Regions from separate parts of the Zea mays genome. Here region 1 is linked to region 2. A link is a contact called in public Hi-C data. All regions are on one chromosome and are shown on one strand. The core of a region is the stretch at or near the end of the contact, and the rest is flanking DNA. Distances in the headings are between cores, read along the strand shown.

Region 1 (6,351 bases), core at 30-2,529, 480 kb before region 2:
CTGCCTGAGTTGACAACAAGTTAAATGCTAGCAATATCTAGAGAAATACTGCAGCAAAAGCTTTACCTGTCCATCAGCATACACAAGAATATGCGTATGTCTCTTTGGTTTCTGCCTTATTACAAGTTACAATCACAATCACAATCCTCTAACCCTATCTGCAGACTACAACATATTTTGTCTACTCTTCATCATTTCCACATGCTGGTCTGGTCACATGAGTTGCATCAGCTTCCATCATATGCCGAGGGAAAACTGCTAGCGAGTACAATCTATATATCAGCCATTGTTCTTTTCCTGCAAATTGAACTGCCCTTCCAATTCCTCTATCCGGGCACGTACTAACATCTGCATGCTGAGGGGCAAAACAAAACAGATAGAACCCATAAAAAAAGTTTCATGTTAGGTACATTTATATATATAGATGGATGTTGAAACTTGAAAGTATGATTCGTTAACAATACAATTAAAGGCTATTATACATCACCCGAGTATCAGGTTCATTGCAGCAACAACAAACAACAAAGCAAAAACCCAGAAAACTAACCTGGTAACACAAGATCTAGCTCAACCTCGCTCGTTGCACCGCGTTCGAGATGCGCCTGAGAGCGTCAACTTGCGCGTGTAGGTGAGTAACGTAGTCCACAGCCTCATGAAGCAGCGAGATCTCATCATGGAGCAGCTCGCCTCCGGGAATCATCTTCCTGAGCACCATGGTCCTCTTCCTCACCAGCCTCCGCGCGATCTCCCTGCAGCTACCGAGCGTCGTTCCCGCCGCTGCCGTCGTCCTTGCAAGCGACGAGGACGTGGTACCAGCAATGCTGCCATCCCTCCGTCTCCGCGTCCTCGTGTGGTGGAGACACGACCGCCTCACGACCTTCTTCTTGCACACGCCGCGCGTGTTCTTCTTCTTCTTCCCCGGCGACGACGGCGACGGCGTTCTAGCAGACGGCGACGACGACGACGACGAACTTGGAGCCAAGACGGCCTGTGGCCACCGCGCCCCACCGCCGCGGGCAGAAGCCGCCATGGCGATGTCGACCGACGCCTTGATGGCGCGCTTCCTCTGCTGGAGACTCATCGTGGCGGTGGCGCCGCCCGCGGAGCCAGAGGATGAGATATTGCAGCAGGCTTGGAGACTCGAGATCATGTTCTTGAGGACGAAGCCTTGCTGGAAGGCCTTGGTGTTGGGGCCTCGCATTGCGTCGTTGGTTACTGTGATCGAGCTGGAAAAGCAAGTAAGATCGAGCGAGGCCGTGTAGGAGGAAGGCGATGGACCGGAGAATACGTGTGTGGTGTGCTTGAGATTTATAGCAGACTATATACACATAACACACACACACAACTGATCTCCATGCATGAGGAATGGGAGTCGCATGCTGCATGTACGTGGTGCTGAGCTAGCATGCATATGCATTCCCATCGTTACATTTGGTGGTCCTGGATCGATATATAGCTAAGCTAGCATGCATGCATCTCTTGTCGCTTTTTTCGTGTCATGGCACATGGTCTATTGTTGTACATTTGCATGCGCTGAAAAAGGTCTTGTTTTCAAGGTTGAAGTTAACAGTGTGTGGTACGTAGCTAGCTAGCTGTGTATAGAACACAGTGTGTAACAATTGCCAGCTCAGAATTAACAAGCATGTGGCCGAGGGCTCTCTCCAAAGCACGCGAGGTATATAGTACTACGTACTTGTTGCGTTGTGTTATTCCATGGAATTAATTTTCTAACGCATGCTCCGTATATATATGTGTGTGCATATGTACCTCACATGTCACATGATCATCTCAAAGTACAATCACAAGTACAGACGTAGTACAATAGTAATGCAAGGCAAATAATCCTTAAGCACTGTAGCTGTGAATAATACCATACACACTAGCTAGGTTGCAATTGAGTAGATTTGCAAACCAGACGCTGCAGCTAGAGATACTAAACAAGTCGCGATAGGATCTTTATTGCAGCGAATTTGCATTTTTTTTAAATTTTCAACAAAATGTGTGGGCTTCATGCATGGATCTCGTTCTGTTCTCGTCATATTTTTTTTCTCAATAACATGCATTCTTGAACCAGAGTTAAGATTTGAGAAATGGCGTATTTTGAAGTTGAATCGCACAAAAACAATTCTGCGTGTCAAATGTGTCATATGGGCCATGGGGTATGCAACTGTGCTTAACAGCAGGAATGCTATATATGTGTGTAAAGACGTAGAGTCCGTATACAGTACACACGTACTACAAAGTTTAGGGCTAGTTTAGTAACTTTATTTTTTTCAAAGGATTCTTATTTTTTCAAGAAAAAATAAACTAATTTTACGTGGGAAAATAAAAAATCCTTTGAAAAAAATGGGATTTCCATCCTCCATGCATATTTTTTGTGAGGGGATCGATTCAGCATGCATGCATCGGAAAAGAGATCGACGGAGAGGCCTGGGAGCGCGAGGTCCGCCCCGGCCGGGCTCCCCATGAGCATGACTGAGAAGAAGAGGAGGCAAGGCGCACATGGCGGCACATGCTGCAGCGTCGTCGCTACGACCTTGCGATCGAGTTAGCGAGAACGACGACGTAGATTCGTTGGCATGCATGTTATGTGCTATGCTGCCGTCCCTAGCTGCTCCCATTTCCATGCATCACCCATATTGCTACGAATATGGGCAGGACTTTCTAGACCAGCACGATCACACCCCAAAACACATAAACATAAAGCACGGTCTAGTATGAAATAATATATGTCGGACTAACACGACCCGAAGATAGACCTAGGCTAAGCCTCAAATTCCGTTCCGTCGAGCCCTCGGCACGGGCCGCACATATAGGCCGGTCTTGGGCGGACACGACCCAATAAAACTCATGTTGTTTAATTTCTTTAATTAAGTAAGCTATAACTTTATATTGTTATGATATTTAGACTTTATGTAGTCAAATGATGCTATGCTTGTTTAATATCTTTAATCTAGTAATTTATAGATTTTATGTGGTTGTAATATTTTAATTTTATTATATGGTCAAATATATGGGTTAGACTTAGTTGGCAGGGTCCAACGAAAGCACGACGTAGTTTAGGAGTAGGACCGGACTGGACCACTGTTTTTATACTCCAGACTAGCACGAGTGCACAACATGATCCAAAAGTTTTTTTTGACTTTCTTGGTCCAAATCCATTTGGCACGAAGCAAGATGGGCTCGCCGGACCAGCCCAATTCTCAGCACTAATCACGCATGCATATATTTCCAGCTAGCGATCTCTGTGTGTTATTTGCCAGCAACAGCAACAGCAACGTCTAGCTTGCCGAGTTGCATGCATGCATGGATGACAAGGCTGGAAATTAACATGCTTCGTGAATCGTACGTTAATTTGATCTGGTAGCCGTCGGCGGCATGTATGAATGGTAATAATGGTGGTGGTGGCTCCGCAAGTAGTGGATGGAGATAATATATAATGGAGGTCTTTTGAGCAGGCAGCAGGCAGCCAAGAGCTAGCTAGCGTGCATGCAGTAGTGGACGGAGAAAGCAGCAGCTAGCGAGGGATCGGAGGGACGTGGTGGTTTACCCCACATGACGTACGGCCACATGGGTTTCTCTCCAAACTCGGATCACGCACATGGCGCCTCCCAGCACACGTATAGTTGTCCAAAAGGCTCCTGGTCCATCGGATGCCCCGTGTCATGGTACATAATTGGCCCGGTACGGCTTGTAACCGGTCCACGTTGGTATGGCACGAAGCGTGTGTCGTACTTTGGCGTAGAGAACGGTCTATTGTGTCATGTAGGATCAATATACGACCTATCGAAAGGGGTATATGATGTCTGACTACGACCAAGATCTCAGTAATTGTATTCAAAATCTCTTCCTCTTTGGTGAATCTCTACACAGTTGATGTGCTCCCAGCCCTCCACCCTCTGGTTTTCCTTTCCTAGATTTAGACCATCCAGCTAGCCCTTTTGTCCCCATGCATGTTGATTATGGCCTTGTATAATGTTCCTGTTATTGATTTGCTCCTACTAGTAGGTCACAGTCGAAGGTCGCCGTTGGACATGGCATATAGTTGATTCTGCCTTAACTTCTCCAACATACTCTTAGATGTTGGTCGTGCAATTTTTTAGTAGCGGAATAGACTAGTATGCCATCAATGAATAATATCACAAACTTTTCCAAATTATCCGTGAACACCTTGTTCGTCATGTTTATAAAGTAGGCCAGACATTGATGAGTCCGAACGACGAACTCATACTTCCCATATATGGTTACAAATGTGATGTTCGGGATGTGCTTAGGTCAGATCTTCATCTAATGGTATACAAATCTGAAGTCAATCATGGATAAGAACTTGTCATTCCTCAACTGGTCGAGTAGGTCATCTATCCTTGGTAGAGGATACTTGTTCTTTATGGTTATGTCATTCGTATTTCTATAATCCACACATATCCTCATGTAGCCATCCTTTTTACAAATAGAATAGGAGAGCCCTGGGGTGAAGAACTTGGCATGATGTACCCTTTGTGAGACACCTCCTTAAGTTATTTCTTTAGTCTTCTACTTTGTTAACCGACATGCAATATGGCCTCTTTACAATGGGTCCCATGTTACACAAACTTGATGCCTCGATCAAGTGTCATCCTTGGTAGATTTTTTAGAAATACATCAAGGTATTCACATATTATAGGCACATCCTTGATTGACTTAGCCTCCAAGGCTCATAACATATAAACTGACTTCTCATGATTTGGCACGCAGTATAACACTCGGTCGCTCGAGTGGGTTATCTCCACATATCTGGATGAGCAAGATATCACTCCTTGATGTTAGGTGAACTAGTCCATCCCTGGAATCACATTCAAGCCATCAAAGGGGAGCAAGATTAGATTGGCTAGAAAAGGGTGTTCCTCGGTAATGATGCTCACGCCTTGAGACCTCCTTAAGACTTCTCAATAGACTCATTACAAAGAGTCATAGGTATGCTATGCTCTCATGCAAACTTGGTGGATACATAAGAGCATGTAGCACCTACATCAAATAGAGTCGAGCTTTGGCTCCAAGAACTATAAACATATTATACACCATGTAAGGGGCATCCTAAGAATCCAACATGATCATGTGGTTGAGATAGACACGGGTGGATCCCTCAACACCCTTCTATAGAATTCCTTAGAAACGGGGCTTGCCTTAGCAAGGCATGTTCTAGTGGAGTATTTTTCTTGCTAGGCAGTCTATAGTCTTGTGACCAGGTTTGCCACAAGCAAAGCAACTAAACATCATGCTTCCTATGGAGGGTGACATTGCCTTACAAGGGCTCGCATTAGGGGCATGTAGTGGTAGTTGGTAGTGTAGGTACCACCTCCATGACTCGGTATAGTTCATTAGGTAGTGCATAGAGGAGGAATCGATGGTGTTCCTACATGCAACCTCTAAGGTACCAGGGTGCAAGGCAAAGTCTCAATCCTTATTTTATTTTTTCGAATAGTGCATTGACTTATAGGTAATCATCCTCATTTTTAGAGCCTTATTGATCATTTCTCTGATGAATGTAGCATGTCGTCAGTTTGATACACATGTTAAGGCCCTTCTTGAAGAAGTATATTTTCTTCTTCTTAGAATTGGTCTCCTTGGGGTATAGAACATCATCTTGATGAAGTGGTTGGAGTACTCATGGATCTTCTGTGAGCCCTAAATGATGTTGCAAAATTCCTCCACCTTTGCGTCCATCACATTCTTCTAAATGTGGTGCTTGTGGAAAGCATCAGTGAACTCCTCTCATGTGATGAGAGCTAGGTCTAGGTGATTGCACTAAAGTTGTCTCACTAAGCGCGAGCATCACCCATGAGCTTGTGAGAAGCGACTCCCACACTCGTCCTCCATGCAAGTGGTCGGATCAAGCTTCTTCCCAATCTCATGGAGCCAGTCCTCTACTACAATAGGATCATAAATGATATCCAACATTGGAGGCATCAATTTCAGGAAACCCTCATTGGCTGGGCCTCCCTAGCGATGTTGTAGATTCTCGACCAAGTCCTCGATTGGACAACTCTAATGATCTTCACCTCATCCAAGAGTGGGGGAGGCAGTGGGATGTCCTCCTAGATGGGTGGCTCCTCATGGACACCTCCTGAGAAAGTGTCACATTGAGGTAGCAGCACAGGGCTCATACTCTGCCTTGAATTCAAGCGCTACATTGCCAAAGAACCCTTTACAAACATGGACAATGGGGCAGGAACGGTGCAACATACAGTTTGAACAATAGAAAGACATCTTGCTCCAACCAGTGTGGGGGACAGATATCCCCTGGGTCCACTGGAAGGATAAAAGACCTCACGAAAGGCCCAAGGGCCCCATAATTTGTAAGGTCATCCCCTC
Region 2 (6,056 bases), core at 1,877-4,376:
TTTGATCATGTCTCTTTTATATGCTATGACTAATGTGCTTTCAAGTCTATTTCAAACCAAGTCATAGGTATATTGAAAGGGAATTGGAGTCTTCGGCGAAGACAAAGGCTTCCACTCCGTAACTCATCCCTCGCCGACGCTCTAAGTCACTCTCCATTCTTGGAGAAGAAAAAGCATGAGCATCAAGAAAAGGACTTCGTCTTTGGGGAGAGAGTAAGAGCCCAAAGCGAAAGGACCGGACTTCGTCTTTGGTATAATCTTAACTCATTTATTTATGACCAAAGGGGAAGATAGCACTTCGAGGGCTCTAATGATTCCGTTTTTGGCGATTCATGCCAAAGGGGGAGAAAGTAAGAGCCCAAAGCAAAAGGACCGCACCACCACCTATTTCAAAAAACTTCGTGTTTTCAAAGAATTTTATCAAGTGGTATCCTATTGTGTTCAAAAGGGGGAGAAAGTAGCATTTCAAAAAGATATATCAAAAACCCTCTTGAACATTAAGAGGAGAATCTCATTTAGGGGGAGTTTTGTTTAGTCAAAGGAAAAGCATTTGAAACAGGGGGAGAAAATTTCAAATCTTGAAAATGCTTTGCAAATCTTACTCATTTACCTTTGACTATTTGCAAAAGAATTTTGAAAATGACTTATCAAAGAATTTGCAAAAACAAAACATGTGGTGCAAGCGTGGTCCAAAATGTTAAATAAAATAGAAACAATCCATGCATATCTTGTAAGTATTTCTATTGGCTCAATTCCAAGCAACCTTTACACTTATATTATGCAAACTAGTTCATTTTTGCACTTCTATATTTGCTTTGGTTTGTGTTGGCATCAATCACCAAAAAGGGGGAGATTGAAAGGTAATTAGGCTTACACCTAGTCCCTAATTAATTTTGGTGATTGAATTGCCCAACGCAAATAATTGGACTAACTAAGTTTGCCCAAGTGTATAGATTATACAGGTGTAAAAGGTTCACACTCAGCCAATAAAAAGATCAAGTTTTGGATTCAACAAAGGAGCAAAGGGCCAACCGAAGGCACCTCTGGTCTGGCGCACCGGACTGTCCGGTGTGCCACCAGACAGTGTTCGGTGCACCACCGGACATGTCCGGTGCACCAGAGGACTCCAACGCAAACTCGCCACCTTCGGGAATTTCCAGAGGCACTCGCGCTATAATTCACCGGACTGTCCGGTGTACACCGGACAGTGTCCGGTGCACCAAGGAGAAGCAGCCTCAGGAACTCGCCAGCTTCGGGAATCTCCAACGGCTAGTCCGCTATAATTCACCGGACTGTCCGGTGCAACTCCGGAGCAACGGCTATTCGGCGCCAACGGCTACCTGCGACGCATTTAATGCGCGCTCTGCGCGCGCAGAAGGCAGGCGCGCCCATACTGGCACACCGGACAGTGAACAGGAGATGTCCGGTGTGCACCGGACAGCCAGGCGGGCCCACAAGTCAGAAGCTCCAACGGTCAGAATCCAACGGCAGTGATGACGTGGCGGGGGCACCGGACATGTCCGGTGTGCACCGGACTGTCCGGTGCGCCATCGAGCAGACAGCCTCCCAACGACCACTTTTGGTGGTTGGGGCTATAAATACCCCAACCACCCCACCATTCATTGCATCCAAGTTTTCCACTTCCCAACTACTACAAGAGCTCTAGCATTCAATTCTAGACACACCAAAGAGATCAAATCCTCTCCAAATTCCACACAACACAATAGTGACTAGAGAGAGTGATTTGCTTGTGTTCTTTCGAGCTCTTGCGCTTGGATTGCTTTCTTCTTTCTTGATTCTTTCATTGCGATCAAACTCACTTGTAATTGAGACAAGAGACACCAAACTTGTGGTGGTCCTTGTGGGAACTTTGTGTTCCAAGTGATTGAGAAGAGAAAGCTCACTCGATCCGTGGGATCGTTTGAGAGAGGGAAGGGTTGAAAGAGACCCGGCCTTTGTGGCCTCCTCAACGGGGAGTAGGTTTGCAAGAACCGAACCTCGGTAAAACAAATCCGCGTGTCACACTCTTCATTTGCTTGCGATTTGTTTTGCGCCCTCTCTCGCGGACTCGTTTATATTTCTAACGCTAACCCGGCTTGTAGTTGTGTTTATATTTGTAAATTTCAGTTTCGTCCTATTCACCCCCCTCTAGGCGACTATCACGTACCATGCAGCAGGTTACTGCAATGTAGAGTAGACATATAGCTAGCATTAGTGTTCATTCTGTGTGAGGTCGTCGCACAGCCCCACATGCATAGGCACAGCATGCACGAGGTTGCTCAACGTTCCGACGCGGCTGGTCAACATTTATCTCGTCGTCCAAAAAGGATATATAGTATATTAGGAGCACTGAGCTTCTAATGACTAAAGGAAAAAATCTCGACAAAAAAAAACAAATCAGCGACAAAGACAAAAAGTATTAAACGTCCACGATGGGGCTCGAACCCACAACCTTAAGGTTAAGAGCCTTGCGTTCTACCAACTGAGCTAGACAAGCTTTGTGATTACACATCCGAGCTCGGCGCCATAGATCGTGGCGCCGAGCTCAGTGCCACGTCGAAGCCACGTTGTCCGAATTGTGCCCGCGTAGCACGTATCTCGGCGCCATAGGCTCTGGCGCCGAGATGTGTTACCTCGGCGCCATAGTCTATGGCGCCGAGCAAAGGGTCCAAAAATGACATTAACATTTTTTAAGGTCCAAACGTGAATTTTTTTCTGAGAAATAGGCAAAATACAAATAATTCGGACGGTTCGTTGCTCTTGCTCCTGCTCCTGGGTAAGAACGTGTCTCTAATCTGCGAGATTTTTGCAGTAAAACGAGTAAAAATCCCCTCTGATATATATGCTATACAGTCGTTGCCTTCTCTCTCTCTCGCTCATGCTTCGAATATCTTTGCCGGGGACAGACCATGATACTTTTGAGAAAGAAAGAAAAAAGGAATTAAATTTGTCTGCTGCTTTGCAATTGTACCGTGCCGAACTCTGGTAAATAATCATTTCCCCCCTCCTTTTTGCTTGATTTGCGATCAACTTGGCATGCTATTATTGCTAGTACGTTAAAGTGGAACTCTCATGGTAGTCTATAGTCTATAAATAGCGGCTGAGCAAAGTACGAGCAGTCAAGCACTGCCTCAGTTCGTATATCATCCATACTGGTGGCTGGTGCCATTTATTTCCATTCACCACCAACCTGACGAGCACTGTTCCGTCTCCCTCGTCTCTGTTCTGTTCTGTTGTGTTCTGTCCCAATTCCAGTTCCAGACGAGAGAAACGCAGGCGGGGCAGGCACACTGCTACCGAGCCTGGCGTCGTCGCTGGCAGTGGCATGCGCTGAAAGACCACCGAAACCACATGTGGCCAGCAGGCGCGGAGGACCCGATGGGCGTGGGCGTGGCGGGCACGGCGGGCATGAGCCACGGCCCCGCGGCGCCGTCGCCGAGGTCGTCGAGCACGATGCCGGCGGCGGGGCAGTCGCCGGTGCCGTACCTCTTCGGCGCGCTGGCGGCCATGCTGGGGCTCATCGCGCTGTCGCTGCTCGCCCTGGCCTGCTCCTACTGGAAGCTGTCCGGCGGCGGCCAGGAGGCGTACGACGACGACGACCCGGAACGCCAGGCCGGCGCCGGCGCGGGCGCGGAGGCCCGGCCCGGCCACGGAAAGGCCGCACCGACCGGCAAGGGCACCGGGGAGCGTTGGCGGGAGCACGCGGTGGTCATCATGGCCGGCCACGAGAGGCCGACGTTCCTCGCCACGCCAGCGTCGTCGCGCCGGGGCCCGAACGGCGCCCGTGGCGTCGGCGTCAGCGTGGACTCCGGCCCTGGCGACTCCGAGGACGGCGACGAGGCGAGGTGCGTGGAGTGCGGGGCGCGGTCTTGGCCGGCTCGCGCGGCCGACAGCGAGGGCGAGCCGGGGCGGACCGAGCAGAGTGGTGCAAGTGGTAGCTCGGTAACTGTAATCAGTGAGAGATGAGAGCTCCTTTTTTTTGGCGTGTGAGTGTGTGTGCCTGCGTTCGGTTCGCCGCAGCCCGCAAGTAATGGGTCGTCGGTCCAGCCACCAGCTCCTGCAACGGACGCCGACCTGATTTTGGGAGGGAAAGAAGAGAAGGCAGGCTGCAGCTCGTGTACTGCCGCGTGCGTACATGTTTTCTTTTTACTCGTAGAAAATGTTGGGCCTTATTTTTCTACGAGAGCCGGCAAAACATTTTCTGTCGCATGCAACAGATCCCTGTGACCCTTGTCTGCTTCCTTCAAGCGACTGCCTCCTACGAGCCAAAATCAAAAGGCTGATATGAGAGCTACCTTACCACTTTATTATGGGAAAATATATACTCCCTCCGTTTCTTTTTATTTGTCGCTGGATAGTGCAATTTTACACTATCCAGCGACAAATAAAAAAACGAAGAGAGTATCAAAAGCTGATATCATAGCTCTGTACTGAACTCAACTAATAAATCCCCCCCACCCCACCCACACACACACATGGGACTGTATTGGACATATTTCAGTTTTTGTCACGTTGAGGCTCAACCGCTCAAGTGCATGAAATGTTGAGGAGCGAGAGTCTCTTTTTCTCTGGTCCTCGGTTGATTAGGCAAGGCTCCACCACCTCCCCGCAAACAAAACCTCAGACCAACTCCAGCAACGGCGCCCTCCGTATCCTAGGGAGCGCCCTCCGCGTTTGCGTAGGCGGAGCGCGGAGGCGTTTCCAGCAGGGACCGTATACGGCGCCGTACTCGGAGGAGGGAAGGGTGGCCGTTTCCGTTGCCGCCAAAGGTCGGAAAACGGATCTCGACCGAAGGCGACGGCGGTGAAGCTTGCTTCCTCGACGCGGTGGTACTGTCCATATTCGGCCGAGCTCCGGCGTGCTCCCCGTCTTCTCCATCGTCGCCGTCGAGGTATGGAACAAGTGGCGCTGGCCGGATCTGGCGCTGGCCGCTGTTTGGTCTCCCACAAATTCTTGTTTGCAACTACACTTCAATCAAATTGATCCCAAGTCAAAATGCAGGGTTGCCCAACTAGCTTCGATTTGTGGGTCAACTCTTCCAACAACCGTGGACAAGAAATTTCGCGGATTTGGTAATTGAACACAAGCGGTTTGTAGAGGTGAGGTTTTTAGGTTGCAGCTATCCTACTGACAAGATGGCTTCTTCATCTAATCCGTGGCACTGACGTTTTAAATGCATGTACGAGGATCAACAAGTGCTACACATGCTTCATGCATCTGCCGTTGCAGACGAGGAAGAAAAGCCACATGTGCATAGAGGATCGGTTCCAGGTAGACGTATTATTCATCGGGATAGGTCTTCAGGTTATGAGGCTTGTGGAAGACTACTTTGCAAACATCCCTGTGTACAATGACGACATTTTCAGACGACGATAGTACCCTGGTTACCATTGTTTCATTTTCGTGACCAGACCTGCCACAAATTAGAACCGCTAGCATCTACATACCCTAGAACCAATATTCGCGCAACATAACCCTAGAACCACACATATCGAAACAGTCGTTCAGGTTCTATGCCTAATATTCGCAGACCACAAATCATAGAACCACATAGATCGAACAAATGAAGCAACTAAAACCTAATAGAAACCACAGCGGAGTTCAGATCTGGACGGCGTACCGAGGGCTCGAAGGGCCAATCGCCGACGAGGAGCAAGCACTACCCGAAGACGTCGACCGCCGTCGCTTCCCTCTCCGCTCCAGCTCGTTTGCAAAAGCGACGGTTGAAGTGCGGGGAAGAGAGAGAGGACGCGAGAAAAGGGAGCGAGCAACGGCGCCGCGTGTTCACCGCGCCCGGATACGGAGTCCCCTGACCGCGTGAACAGTGGCCTCGGCCGCGTATTTTACGGAAGCGTATATGGGGCATTGCTGGAGTTGGTCTCACATAAAGATAATGTGTGCTTCTACCAAATAAATATACTAATCATTTGGGATCCTTTTGGGACAGCTCTAAGTCTCCAAAAAAAACATGTTACAGCAGCTCCAACTTAGGGCTATTTTGGGAAAATAGAAATCTCATAGAAAAATGGAATTTCTGAACTAACCCTTAAATTGGA

Evidence for each region. A called contact is a pair of places that touch in the nucleus more often than the background predicts.
Region 1: a Hi-C map of ear shows a contact between it and region 2, with 4 times the contacts expected there. The contact joins the promoter of LOC100275784 here to the promoter of LOC100281869 in region 2. A contact is called at or near these places in 2 of 25 Hi-C or Micro-C datasets (ear and leaf).

The regions. Positions count from the first base shown.
Region 1 is chr5:92,219,278-92,225,628 of Zm-B73-REFERENCE-NAM-5.0, reverse strand. LOC100275784 reads right to left here and starts at 1,279. Exons shown (of 2, transcript NM_001374083.1): 1 at 548-1,279; 2 at 1-355. The coding sequence starts at 1,201. The coding sequence ends at 563.
Region 2 is chr5:91,742,201-91,748,256 of Zm-B73-REFERENCE-NAM-5.0, reverse strand. It overlaps LOC100281869 (GDU1), which reads left to right and starts at 3,126. Exons shown (of 1, transcript NM_001154789.2): 1 at 3,126-4,214. The coding sequence starts at 3,352. The coding sequence ends at 3,966.